Linked DNA regions of Rattus norvegicus: region 1 is linked to region 2. Evidence: chromatin contacts called from public Hi-C data. All regions are on one chromosome and are shown on one strand. The core of a region is the stretch at or near the end of the contact, and the rest is flanking DNA. Distances in the headings are between cores, read along the strand shown.

The links. A called contact is a pair of places that touch in the nucleus more often than the background predicts.
Region 1: a Hi-C map of frontal cortex shows a contact between it and region 2, with 1.6 times the contacts expected there. The contact joins two enhancer-like sites. A contact is called at or near these places in 4 of 12 Hi-C or Micro-C datasets (the A7r5 cell line, the Rat2 cell line, frontal cortex and 1 more).

Annotation. Positions count from the first base shown.
Region 1 is chr3:90,082,448-90,089,716 of GRCr8, reverse strand. No RefSeq gene overlaps it. Among named protein-coding and RNA genes, the nearest start is that of Ctnnd1, 55 kb to the left of the region's middle. Within about 2 kb of position 3,351, at least 12 of the 93 cell types and tissues checked have an H3K27ac peak or open chromatin away from gene starts, as enhancers often do.
Region 2 is chr3:90,039,761-90,046,893 of GRCr8, reverse strand. LOC108350412 (a long non-coding RNA gene) reads right to left here. Exons shown (of 4, transcript XR_001837170.3): 4 at 5,729-6,950. Among named protein-coding and RNA genes, the nearest start is that of Tfpi, 63 kb to the right of the region's middle. Within about 2 kb of position 5,038, at least 4 of the 93 cell types and tissues checked have an H3K27ac peak or open chromatin away from gene starts, as enhancers often do.

The DNA of each region.
Region 1 (7,269 bases), core at 2,102-4,601, 45 kb before region 2:
GAGCAGGAGAGCTTGCTGCCATTAGAGTTAGAACGCGACGATTGCAGACTGGCTTCTCCCTTCTCTGGGGAAATGTCATATCGTTTGACAAAATCAACACTGATCAAACCCCTCTAACACATGGCTCTTTAGAACACAACAGCAAATCTAGACGATCAGAAGCCAGCAGTCCCAACATCTCCCTTAGTAAATGTGAAAGGTTTCAAAGTCCTCTGCACTCGAGCACTAATCACAGGGCATGGCAATGCTTCTCAGGCTCTATGGACTCGGTTTGCTTGTTCAATAGGACATCCTGGCAAATTGTACATGGTTAACAGAAACCAGACTACTGGGGTTATCTTTACTGCAGAGACCAAAGATTCAGGCTCATGGGAAAATACTTTTCCAGGGCCCTTATGTCCTGTCTTATAATTTAAAAACCACCAGAGAATTTGTGTAAAATGCTCATTATATAGCAACATCTTCAGTTACAGTTATTTGGCTGTTCCCAGTGATAGTCCAGGATCGTAAGAACCTTTGGGGGGCTAGTGAGACCAAGCAGCCCCCGCAGTGTCACCGTGTAGATTAAGGCTTGAATGCACTTAACACCTGTAGTCTTAGACCTGAAGAATAAAATTCAAAGCCAAAAACATGAGCCTTTGCTCTGTAGAAAAACCTGGCCATTGGTCAGCAACCTTTCCTCACTGGTATTGAGTTAGATTGAAGCCCTGCTGAGGGCTGGCCTTAAGCTCATGATCCTCCTGCTTGTCTCAATGCTGTCATTATAGGTGCAAATTACCATGCTCAGCTACAGACACAGTTCTCAAAGGTCTCGAGCATGCCAGCCCTGTGGTATACACTGCTAATCCCAGCTCTCAGGTGACAGACACAGCCCGGGTTACATAGCAAGACGTAGTCTCGGCCAGTCAATGAATCAGCTATTCATGCTCATACCTAAAATGAAATGTTGAACCAATTGATCTATAAACGCTGAATATGGTTGGTTTGGTTTTTTAAGACAAGGCCTCACTGTGTAGCTAGCCCATCCAGTTTGGTTTTCAGCTTGTGGCAATCCTTCTCAGGCGCTGAGATTATAAGCTTGTACCCCCACGCCTGATTTTCTGGAAAGTTCTTGGCAGACTTGACAATGTTTTTGAAGCAGGCTTCTTGATACTTCTTACTCATACTAACATTAAGAAACTTTTGGAATTTGTTCCTTCTTAGTGGCTCTTCTCAGGTTTTGTTTTTTTTTTTTTTTGGTTCTTTTTTTCGGAGCTGGGGATCGAACCCAGGGCCTTGCGCTTCCTAGGTAAGCGCTCTACCACTGAGCTAAATCCCCAGCCCCCTCAGGTTTTGTTTTGATATTTTTTTCTGTTTTTTGTTAGTTTTTTTTTCCATTTTTATATCTATGGGTGTTTTGTCTGCCTGGATGTCTTGCATTACACACTTTGGACATGTGTATAATGTCCAAAGAGACCAGGAGAGAGTGTTGCATCCAGTGCTTTTTAACTGCAGAGCTGTCTTTCCATTCCCTTTTCTTGTTACTTTTTAAAAAGCTTTTTTTCTTTGTGTGTGTGTGTGTGTGTGTGTGTGTGAGAGAGAGAGAGAGAGAGAGAGAGAGAGAGAGAGAGAGAGAAAGGCAGAGAGAGAGAGGAGAGAGCCAGTTGGGTGTGTGTCCTTGGGAGCCTCTGAGAGCCATAGGAATTATGGGCTGGTTCAGACAGAATTTGGGTCTTCTGAAAGCAAGTTAACTGTTAGGGTATCTCTCGTCCCCCTTAGTACTTTTTAAATGTTATAGAATTGGTAGATCTACTTTTAGGGGCCTGAGTAAGTATATAAGAATTAACTGTACTGTTGGTTGAAATTATATATTCCAAAACTGGGTATAGTAAAACATGCCTGTAATTGTAGCATTTGGGAAGCCAAAACAGGAGGATTGCTACAAGTTTGACACCATCCTGGGCTACATTGTCAGATTCTTATCTCAGAAAATAAAAAGATCAATTCTCCCATAGCCCCTTGGAATGGGCCTATATCTCTGAGGTAGATTAACTGCCTATGGCACAAGATCACGAGTACTATATCAATACCACAATAAATTCCTGCATTTCACTTTGGAAATTGATTCACAAGTTGGTCTCAGGAATCTTATCCCTGTAAAGTGACATAGGTTTTATGGTTAATGTAGGTGGCTATCTAACTTGAAACCCTAGGACACTTGCTTATTTTCCGTATGGACCCCAGAATGACTGGCTAACTCTTGGTAATAGTAGTGAGTAATAATTCATAAAAGGGAACAGTCGAGGAAGCACCAAGGCTGGGCCTGAGGCTAAGTTCTAGTACTTCTCTACCCTGTAAATCATCGAGGCAATTCCCAGGCAGACCCTGAATATGGTGCCTTTTAAGGCAGAAAGCATGTCCTGGATTATGAATTAATGAACTACAGGGTACTTCAACTAGGGAGCAAGTGGTTCCGTTGTTCAAAGCCAAGGAGATCAAGAAAACAAACATGGAAGAAAGATACTGCCTAAAGCAAACTGCTTTTTCATAGGATAGACTTTTTGAGTTTGTCCCTTAAAACAGGTTCTTCAGCTGTTCCAGCCAGGATTACTGGCAGACGTAGAAAGAAAGAAAAGCTGGAGACAGTAGTTCATTGCTGTTAAGGGTCTGTCTGCATCATTGTGACAATTTTGAGTTTTTATGTAGTGTGCAGTGACAGGGTCAAAAGCCATGAGTGAACTGTGTTGAGAGTTCTGCCCATGCTCCTATGATTGGAAGAATTTGAAGCATTTTCGTAGGCTTGTGACAACTAGTCTTTCTAGTATTATTATACTTGTCTTGCTGCCATTCCCTGATTATCATCTTTAGTGCTGACAACAAGCAGTCCAGATGCTGAAGTGTGCCCCAGGAGGGAGAATATGGGTTCCCTGTTCATGTTTCAGTCATGATCTTGTCCTGTGCTTCTTGTCTTCATCTTTTTGTGTTCTTTCATTTTTGTCATTTTCAGACTAAATTTGTTTTCTTGATGCGCTTCTCATCTCTTTCCCATCCCTTTGGTTCTCCTTGTTTTCATCTCAGTTCTTGTTTTAGGATCGGTGTGGAGCCTTTTTAACTATTTAGGCTCTGCTTTTGGAAAGATGATGTGGATTCGATTCCCTGAAAATGCTTTCCATGGAAGGAAGTAGGGATTGAATTGAGGGCTTTGCACATGGTGGGCAAACACTATCACTGAGCCACATCCAGCTGTATATTAGAAAAGAGAACTCTAAACATTGCTGAAGAGGCACAAAATAAGGCTGATGAAACAAAGCCAAGAAGGGATCCTTGCAAGGATCTGATAAAACTAGCCTTGCACAGAGTGGTTGCCAAGTACAGCATACCTTAGACTTCTAAGGAATGTGGGAAAATGCGAAGGAAGGAGTCCACAGAATGCTTAGCATAGAGATGAATTAAACACTCAGGACCAGATGGTCTGTTATGCAAACCTTGTGATCCAAGTTCAGTCCTTGGAACCCACGTAAATGTGCAAAGAGAACCAACCTCATAAAGAGCAGGCATGCCTATTAAGCAACGACAAATACTCTATTGGGGGAGACCTTTGTTGTACTGATCTTGATAATTTGCAGTCCAACTTTTGACTACCTGTGTGACCCACAAACCAGTAAACAGGGACTCTGCAGTGGTACTTCATTGGTCATACCTCTAGGTGATTTCGAGAAGCCAGAGCATTTCTTCTGAAGATTCAGACACAACTCCCATAACCTTTGGCCAGGTCCTTAAGCTAGACACAGTAGTAAAAGAGCAGTGGAAATGGCAGTAGGAGATGCATAAACCAGCCCTTAATTACTTCAGATGTTGGCATGAGCACAGACTATAAGAAGAAAGATTAGGGTCAGTGGGCTCCAGTGGTCAGAAGGCCTACTAAACAAAGCCCCGGTAGATGATGTAAGCCTTACAGCATGTAATTAGGAGTGGATAAGAATGCTGGACAATGACATGGAAGTTGAAAGGGTGATGGAGGATAATTCTATATGGGAAAAAAGTAAGGACACTGTTCAAAACTTTTGTGAAACGTGTCCATATTAGCTGTACCTGTTGAAGAATGGAAATAGAACATGTGTCTTCTAAAGAAAAGGCAAAAGCAGAAGGGAAGCTGTAGTTGCTACTTCATCCAATAGAATGAGCTAGGCTTAAAGGCTGCAGCAATAGAGGAGGAGTGTATGTCATCCCAGTGCTGGGGTTAGCATGCAACAAGTGAGCAGAGCAAGAGCAGGAAGCAAGTGTAGAGACAGGGAAGAAGTCTTGAAGTCTCCAAAAGGACAAAGTAATTTGAGTAAAGCTTCAGTAGCTACCATGTGAGTTATGTTAGCTTAAACACAAGGGTAGGATCCAATGCTTTAAGTCTTGCTGCCTCATTTTATAAATTGCCGACATTATAAAAATCTTGAGTAGCTTTCCCCATATTCTAATAGGGCATGATCCAAAGTAGGGCTTAACTAAAACTATAGGCTGCCCAATGACAGGATGGAGGTATGCTTTCTTTTAAAGTGTTACTTGTATGTATGCATGTATGTGTTCATATGTGTGTACACATGAAGGCCAGAGGCCAACTTCTAATATCTTCTATTGATCTCTATTTCGGGGGGAAGTCTCTCTGAACTTGAAGCTTACTGATTGGCTGGCCAACAAGCTCCTGGGATGCAACTATCTCCATCCTCTAATGCTGGGGAGATGGATAACTGGATATAACATGGATGCTGAGAGTCGGAACTTGAGCCAGCACTTCCTCACTTGTGAGATGTACCTTCTGTGTACAGAGACTGCTACCTTTGGGGTAGGAGAGCCAAGAAGGAGCATCATGCTGTCCCAGCTCATTTGAGCACCATTCATCATTTCCTGGGCTGCAGGATCTTTCTCAGGGCCATTAGCTGAAAAATTGAAAGGCAGCTGGTCTATCATCAGGGGACACATTTCCAGTAGACACTCCTTACAGCCTAGTTCCACTCCTACTTACAGGGTGCATAGCTTAGGTTTTACAGCGGCTCCAGATGTGCTATATATAGCACACACACACACACACACACACACACACACACACACATATATATATATATATATATATATATATATATATGCCTTACTCAAATGCTGATTGCTCTTTTTTGAGACTAGTGTCAGATCAAGCTTGGGGTCTTTGAGGTCATTCAGAATGACAATGTGTAAAAACAACTCAGCAGCAAGCTTGGGCTCCGGTGCTTGGCTTCCTGAATTCCAATTCTCACTGTCATAGCTGTGTGTGTGTGTGTGTGTGTGTGTGTGTGTGTGTGTGTGTGTGCGCGCGCGCGCACGCGCGCGCGCGCGCCTGCCTGCCTGCCTGTCTTATGCTTCTTTTACTCAGTTCTGGGGGTTGAGCCTTCAGCCTTGTATATGCTAAGCAGTCACACTTACTAAGGAGTCATATGCCCAGTTCTCTCTGGGAGATTTCTTAATCTTTTGTGCCTCTCGTCATGGAGCCTAATATGTACATACAGTGAAAATAAAATGAGATTATGAATGGAATGGCACTTAAACTGTAATTGGCATGTACCAAGTATGTTGTTGCTTTTATTATTACTGCTACTATTTTGAGATAGCCCAGTCTGGTCTTGAACTCACAATAACCCTCCTACCTTAGTTTCTTTAGTGCTATGATTTCAGGCATGAGCCAACACAGCTGGCATATTAACTTTATTATACCTATCATTGGATAGTTCTCTCTGCAATTATATATATATCTGTACATGTGTATGTATTTGTTTAAATTAATTAGATGATTATTTTGCTAAGTAAGTTATGTCTAACTACTTAAAGGATTATTTCAAGGGCAACCCAAAATGACAATTAGTGTACATGTCCAGTTCCCAGATCAGGATAAGATGTTCATTAATTATTTGATGGATAGTTACACTTCTCTCATCTAGGTCCTATTCTAAATGTCTATTAGAAATGATTTGTGCCTAAATTATTTTTTTTTCAGAAATTATTTTTAAGTTAGGGAACGCAAGGCCAGGTGGAAGCATCCATTAAGTCTAGTACTTTTGATGATAGCCTTTTTGAATGTGATGGAGACCTTTTTTTCCTTTTTTCTTTTTTGCAAATACCAAGGTTTATCCTTGGGAGGTAAGGAAGAAATCTGCATACAGAGCCTATGAGAGCTATGAAAAGATTTGGTTGTATGAAGTCACATAAAAGCTACATGTATTTGTTAAGTACATTGCTATATGCTAGAACCTATTCTGGCTATAAAGGTTATCATGAGCACAGGCCCTTGTCTTTAAGAGAGCCAGAGAAAGAGTTTGAAGTTGTTACTAGATCACTGTTACAGGGAACAGTGTAGAGTAGGAAAGATTGTGTAACCAATGGCAGGAAGCTGCATGATTTGGGGCAAGAGGTAATGATAGCTTAGACCACTGGGGCATATTTTTTAAAAGATTTGATTCAAGGTATATGTAATATGTTAGTAACTCCCCTTTCCTTCCCCTCTCCTTCCCCTCTCCTTCCCCTCTCCTTCCCCTCTCCCTTCCCCTCCCCCCTCTTTTTCCCTCCACATCTCTTCCTTCTTTCCCCTTCTCCTTTATCCTCTTTTCCCCTGCCCCTTTCCCTCCCACTCTGGGCTTGACCTTGAGGCCTTGATTGTTCTAGGCAAGCGCTCTATCATTGAGTCATGTCCACATGTTCACTTCTGAGGTAGAGCATCACTAAGTTGCAGTTGTGATCCTCCTCCTGAGTCCTGTCCAGTAGCTGGGCTTACATGCCTGTACCCACACACCCTGCTAGTGCTCTTTCTGTAGGACACTTTTTAAAGTCCTTTGTATATACTGACATTTACTCTACGCCAACCCTGTATAGGAGGCAATGACATAAACATGTAATACAAACTAACCCTACGGCTGTGCTTTATAATACATGTTCTTTCCCTGCTTCATATTTACCATAACTTATGGTTATCCACAATTTGGAGATGAAGAAATGAATTTTAAAGTAGTTAACTAACTCTCCTGAGGTCTCATTTTTGTTGGTTCTCTTATGCCTAAGAGTTCCCTTGGACTAAGTGTGTAACCAAGGCTAAGTGTTTGCCTCTTGGGTAATAGCTTTGTAAGTATGCACTATTGTGTCTGGCTCGGGGTGCTAAGGATTGAATGGAGGCTTCATGCATGTTAGGCAAGTGCTTTACTATCTACAGTGCTACATCTTTAGTACCACTTTTGTTTGTTTTTTGGTTTTGTTTGTTTGTTTTGAGAGAGAGAGAGA
Region 2 (7,133 bases), core at 3,789-6,288:
TTCTTCTCAGCTCCTCATGGTACTTTCTCCAAAATTGATCATATAATTGGTCAAAAAACGGGCCTCAACAGGTACAGAAAGATAGAAATAATCCCATGCGTGCTATCGGACCACCACGGCCTAAAACTGGTCTTCAATAACAATCAAGGAAGAATGCCCACATATACTTGGAAATTGAACAATGCTCTACTCAATGATAACCTGGTCAAGGAAGAAATAAAGAAAGAAATTAAAAACTTTTTAGAATTTAATGAAAATGAAGGTACAACATACCCAAACTTATGGGACACAATGAAAGCTGTGCTAAGAGGAAAACTCATAGCGCTGAGTGCCTGCAGAAAGAAACAGGAAAGAGCATATGTCAGCAGCTTGACAGCACACCTAAAAGCTCTAGAACAAAAAGAAGCAAATACACCCAGGAGGAGTAGAAGGCAGGAAATAATCAAACTCAGAGCAGAAATCAACCAAGTAGAAACAAAAAGGACCATAGAAAGAATCAACAGAACCAAAAGTTGGTTCTTTGAGAAAATCAACAAGATAGATAAACCCTTAGCCAGACTAACGAGAGGACACAGAGAGTGCGTCCAAATTAACAAAATCAGAAATGAAAAGGAAGACATAACAACAGATTCAGAGGAAATTCAAAAAATCATCAGATCTTACTATAAAAACCTATATTCAACAAAACTTGAAAATCTTCAGGAAATGGACAATTTCCTAGACAGATACCAGGTACCGAAGTTAAATCAGGAACAGATAAACCAGTTAAACAACCCCATAACTCCTAAGGAAATAGAAGCAGTTATTAAAGGTCTCCCAACCAAAAAGAGCCCAGGTCCAGACGGGTTTAGTGCAGAATTCTATCAAACCTTCATAGAAGACCTCATACCAATATTATCCAAACTATTCCACAAAATTGAAACAGATGGATCACTACCGAATACCTTCTACGAAGCCACAATTACTCTTATACCTAAACCACACAAAAACACAACAAAGAAAGAGAACTTCAGACCAATTTCCCTTATGAATATCGACGCAAAAATACTCAACAAAATTCTGGCAAACCGAATCCAAGAGCACATCAAAACAATCATCCACCATGACCAAGTAGGCTTCATCCCAGGCATGCAGGGATGGTTTAATATACGGAAAACCATCAACGTGATCCATTATATAAACAAACTGAAAGAACAAAACCACATGATCATTTCATTAGACGCTGAGAAAGCATTTGACAAAATTCAACACCCCTTCATGATAAAAGTCCTGGAAAGAATAGGAATTCAAGGCCCATACCTGAACATAGTAAAAGCCATATACAGCAAACCAGTTGCTAACATTAAACTAAATGGAGAGAAACTTGAAGCAATCCCACTAAAATCAGGGACTAGACAAGGCTGCCCACTCTCTCCCTACTTATTCAATATAGTTCTTGAAGTTCTAGCCAGAGCAATCAGACAACAAAAGGAGGTCAAGGGGATACAGATCGGAAAAGAAGAAGTCAAAATATCACTATTTGCAGATGATATGATAGTATATTTAAGTGATCCCAAAAGTTCCACCAGAGAACTACTAAAGCTGATAAACAACTTCAGCAAAGTGGCTGGGTATAAAATTAACTCAAATAAATCAGTTGCCTTCCTCTATACAAAAGAGAAACAAGCCGAGAAAGAAATTAGGGAAACGACACCCTTCATAATAGACCCAAATAATATAAAGTACCTCGGTGTGACTTTAACCAAGCAAGTAAAAGATCTGTACAATAAGAACTTCAAGACACTGAAGAAGGAAATTGAAGAAGACCTCAGAAGATGGAAAGATCTCCCATGCTCATGGATTGGCAGGATTAATATAGTAAAAATGGCCATTTTACCAAAAGCAATCTACAGATTCAATGCAATCCCCATCAAAATACCAATCCAATTCTTCAAAGAGTTAGACAGAACAATTTGCAAATTCATCTGGAATAACAAAAAACCCAGGATAGCTAAAGCTATCCTCAACAATAAAAGGACTTCAGGGGGAATCACTATCCCTGAACTCAAGCAGTATTACAGAGCAATAGTGATAAAAACTGCATGGTATTGGTACAGAGACAGACAGATAGACCAATGGAATAGAATTGAAGACCCAGAAATGAACCCACACACCTATGGTCACTTGATTTTTGACAAAGGAGCCAAAACCATCCAATGGAAAAAAGATAGCATTTTCAGCAAATGGTGCTGGTTCAACTGGAGGTCAACATGTTGAAGAATGCAGATCGATCCATCCTTATCACCCTGTACAAAGCTTAAGTCCAAGTGGATCAAGGACCTCCACATCAAACCAGACACACTCAAACTAATAGAAGAGGGGCTGGGGATTTAGCTCAGTGGTAGAGCGCTTACCTAGGAAGCGCAAGGCCCTGGGTTCGGTCCCCAGCTCCGAAAAAAAAGAACCAAAAAAAAAAAAAAAACTAATAGAAGAAAAACTAGGGAAGCATCTGGAACACATGGGCACTGGAAAAAATTTCCTAAACAAAACACCAATGGCTTACGCTCTAAGATCAAGAATCGACAAATGGGATCTCATAAAACTGCAAAGCTTCTGTAAGGCAAAGGACACTGTGGTTAGGACAAAACGGCAACCAACAGATTGGGAAAAGATCTTTACCAATCCTACAACAGATAGAGGCCTTATATCCAAAATATACAAAGAACTCAAGAAGTTAGACCGCAGGGAAACAAATAACCCTATTAAAAATGGGGTTCAGAGCTAAACAAAGAATTCACAGCTGAGGAATGCCGAATGGCTGAGAAACACCTAAAGAAATGTTCAACATCTTTAGTCATAAGGGAAATGCAAATCAAAACAACCCTGAGATTTCACCTCACACCAGTGAGAATGGCTAAGATCAAAAACTCAGGGGACAGCAGATGCTGGCGAGGATGTGGAGAAAGAGGAACACTCCTCCATTGTTGGTGGGATTGCAGACTGGTACAATCATTCTGGAAATCAGTCTGGAGGATCCTCAGAAAATTGGACATTGAACTGCCTGAGGATCCAGCTATACCTCTCTTGGGCATATACCCAAAAGATGCCCCAACATATAAAAAAGACACGTGCTCCACTATGTTCATCGCAGCCTTATTTATAATAGTCAGAAGCTGGAAAGAACCCAGATGCCCTTCAACAGAGGAATGGATACAGAAAATGTGGTACATCTTCACAATGGAATATTACTCAGATATCAAAAACAACGACTTTATGAAATTCGTAGGCAAATGGTTGGAACTGGAAAATATCATCCTGAGTGAGCTAACCCAATCACAGAAAGACACACATGGTATGCACTCATTGATAAGTGGCTATTAGCCCAAATGCTTGAATTACCCTAGATGCCTAGAACAAATGAAACTCAAGACGGATGATCAAAATGTGAATGCTTCACTCCTTCTTTAAAAGGGGAACAAGAATACCCTTGGCAGGGAAGAGAGAGGCAAAGATTAAAACAGAGACTGAAGGAACACCCATTCAGAGCCTGCCCCACATGTGGCCCATACATATACAGCCACCCAATTAGACAAGATGGATGAAGCAAAGAAGTGCAGACCGACAGGAGCCGGATGTAGATTGCTCCTGAGAGACACAGCCAGAATACAGCAAATACAGAGGCGAATGCCAGCAGCAAACCACTGAACTGAGAATAGGACCCCCATTGAAGGAATCAGAGAAAGAACTGGAAGAGCTTGAAGGGGCTCGAGACCCCATATGTACAACAATGCCAAGCAACCAGAGCTTCCAGGGACTAAGCCACTACCTAAAGACTATACATGGACTGACCCTGGACTCTGACCTCATAGGTAGCAATGAATATCCTAGTAAGAGCACCAGTGGAAGGGGAAGCCCTGGGTCCTGCTAAGACTGAACCCCCAGTGAACTAGACTGGTGGGGGGAGGGCGGCAATGGGGGGAGGGTTGGGAGGGGAACACCCATAAGGAAGGGGAGGGGGGAGGGGGATGTTTGCCCGGATACCGGGAAAGGGAATAACACTCGAAATGTATATAAGAAATACTCAAGTTAATAAAAAAACCAAACAAACAAACAAACAAAAAAAACAAATAAAATGCAATTTCTCTCTGAAAAAAAAAACCCAACAGTGTACTCACATACGTGAAATAAATAAATCTCTAAAAAACAAAAGTGATGCACGACGGCTGGAGAGATGGCTTAGTTGTTAAGAGTGCTGACTGCTCTTCCAGAGGTCCTGAGTTCAATTCCCAGCAACCACATGTGGCTCACAACCATTTGTAGTGGGATCTGATGCCCTCTGCTGGTGTGTCTGAAGATAGCAACAGTATGTATGCATATATATATATATATATATATATATATATATATATATATATATATATATATCTTTAAAAAAAAGGATGCACTTCTGTGGCATGTTGCCAGCCGTGGAGTTGCAATGGTTAGTTTTGCCATCTTGGCAAAATCTAGAATCCCCTGAGAAGGGAGTCTCAGTGAAGGAGTGCTTAGATCAGGCTGGCCTGTGGTCCTGTCTGTGGCCGTGTCCTGATTTGTTAATTGCTGTGGGAAGACCCACCAGCTGTGGATGGGGCTATTTCCTGACTGCAATCCTAGACTGGGTAAAAATAGAGTGCGGGATAAATATAAGCAGGCGCGTGCCTCTCCTTCCTCAGTACTGGCTGGAAAGGACACTTTCGTTCTACATGTTTTTTAGGGTAAAGCTCACATTAAACTTACATAGACGTTGTACATTTTTTTAAAAAGAGGGATGTTCTTTTGACTCTGTCAGAAAGTATGTGTTGAGATCCCCGGGTGCCAGGTGTTGCCCTAGCGACCGTTTATCTGTTCTGAAAATGTGGTCCTCTAGGACTCATGTTCCTCCTTTAGTGAGTTTTTCTAGCGATGTGAATCTATGAAGTTTTTCAGTGGATGGCATTCTAAAGCAGCAGGAGCTAGCAGTGGGTTAGAGCGGTGGCGAGGAGTGTTGGAAGGCTCTGAACAGCAGCTGGGACTACGGTGTTTTAAAACGTGCCATGGGGCTGGAGCGAGCTCAATGGCTAGGAGGGACATTTGTTACTCTTGAAGAGAGAGGACCTGGGTTTACTTCCCAGCACCCACATGGTGGCTCACAAACATCTGTAACTCCAGTTCCAGGGGATCTGACACCGTCCTCTGACCTCAGTGGGCACCAGACATATGAGGTGCACATACATACATGCAGGTAAAACACTGACTCATATAAAATGATAACATAATAAATATTAAAAAACTAATCTGCTAAGGTCTGACCTTCTCCCTCAAATTTGTTTGTGGGAATCCTAATCCTCAAAGAGATAGTATTGAGAGAGAGTCAGAGTACGGTGGAGTACTAACTGGGGTTGGTGTCCTTATCAAAGAGGTCTCAGAGAGCACAGCCCCCCTTGCACTGTGTGAGAACACAGTAAACTAGAAAAATGGATCCTTGCCAAACCTAATTGTTCTGGGGTCTTGATGTTGGGCATTTTGGGTGTATGAAACCCATTTGGTTCATGGCATTTGTGTGTGTGTCTGTGAGTGCACACATGCGGGTATAGAGATCAGAGGGCAATCGTGGGAGTCAGTTCTTTCTCTTCTTTTTTATTATGTGGGTCCTGGGGATTGAACTCAGGATGTCAGTCTTGGTGGCAAGAATTTTATTAACTGCTGAGCTATCTCACTGGTCCACCAAATATTTTTAAATAATAATTTTTATTATTTGAAAGTTATACAATGTATATTTACCATATTCATCCACTACCTACCTTCTTTCAACTTCCCCTGGTACCCCAACCCCACATTTCTTCTAGCTTCATGTCCTCTTTTATATAAATATATATACATACATATACTTGTATATATACACATATATATTCATCTTGAATATAAATTTATTATAACACATATACATTTAAATATATTCATTTTAATGTATACATATATATTTGCTTGGATATATATCCATATATGTTGTGGATATATATATATATACACATATATACAACACATATATATACACATATATATTGTGTGCATGCATGTGCATGTGTGTGTGTGTGTGTGTGTGTGTGTGTGTAAAGTGAATAGCACCAAGAGAAGTAGAGGAAACTAGAGAATACCTAGTATTAGTCATGTGTTAAGAAATTTCTCTACCAGCTTTTTAAATGCCATGCATACCTTCTGATTTAAATATAATGCCCATTTATCAGTGAAATTATCAACTATCCCAAAGTGAGAGAGCTGGTACCTAAGGAAAAATAGAATTAGAATTCAGTCCATTCTAGTAATTTTATGGGTATTATATAGTCAGAATCATATTGTGCGGAAATCAGAAGTCAATGTTGAACGTCTTCCTCTGTTGCTCCCCACCTGACTTTTTGAGGTAAGGTTTCTCATTGAACTTGGAACTCATGGATTCAGTTTGACTGGATGGACAATGAACTCCAGAGATAGTCCAGTCTCTGCTTACGCAACACCAGGATGGTGGGTATGTGTCACTCCACTTGACATTTACATGGGTTCTGCTATCCATTCTTGTACCAAAAACACTTTACTACCCCCTAGAATGATTTTCTATCTTCAAATTTCCTGTTGTAAACTGAGGTGGCAGAGGCCGGTAACCCCAGCTTTTGAGCGGCAGATGCAGGTGAACCACAAATTTAAGGCCAACCTGGGTTCCATAGTGAGATATGTCTCCAGACGAGCAGGGTGTCAGGATGTAGTTTACTTGGTCTAGTACTTGCCTATGTACATGAGACCTTGGCCAATCTCTAGCAACATATTAACTGGTGTGCTGATGGCTGCCTGTAACCCCAGTACTTGGGAGGCAGAGGTGGCATATTAGCCATTCTCTCGGGAACTGTCACCTGTATTGGGTCTTGTAGGCATGGCATGGTTTGGAGGCTCTGCCTGTTGACCTAGAGGAAGAATGAAATAAAGGACATATTTGGACTGCAATTAGGAGCAAAAATTTCAACAATGAATCCCCCTGAGGCTAGGGACACAGGGAACCTGATGCGTCCTCCTGTGAGAATGCAAGATGAGTCAGTGGGGCAGCCTCCTCACCGCTGTGGGTTCAACCATGTCTCCCCAACAGCTCT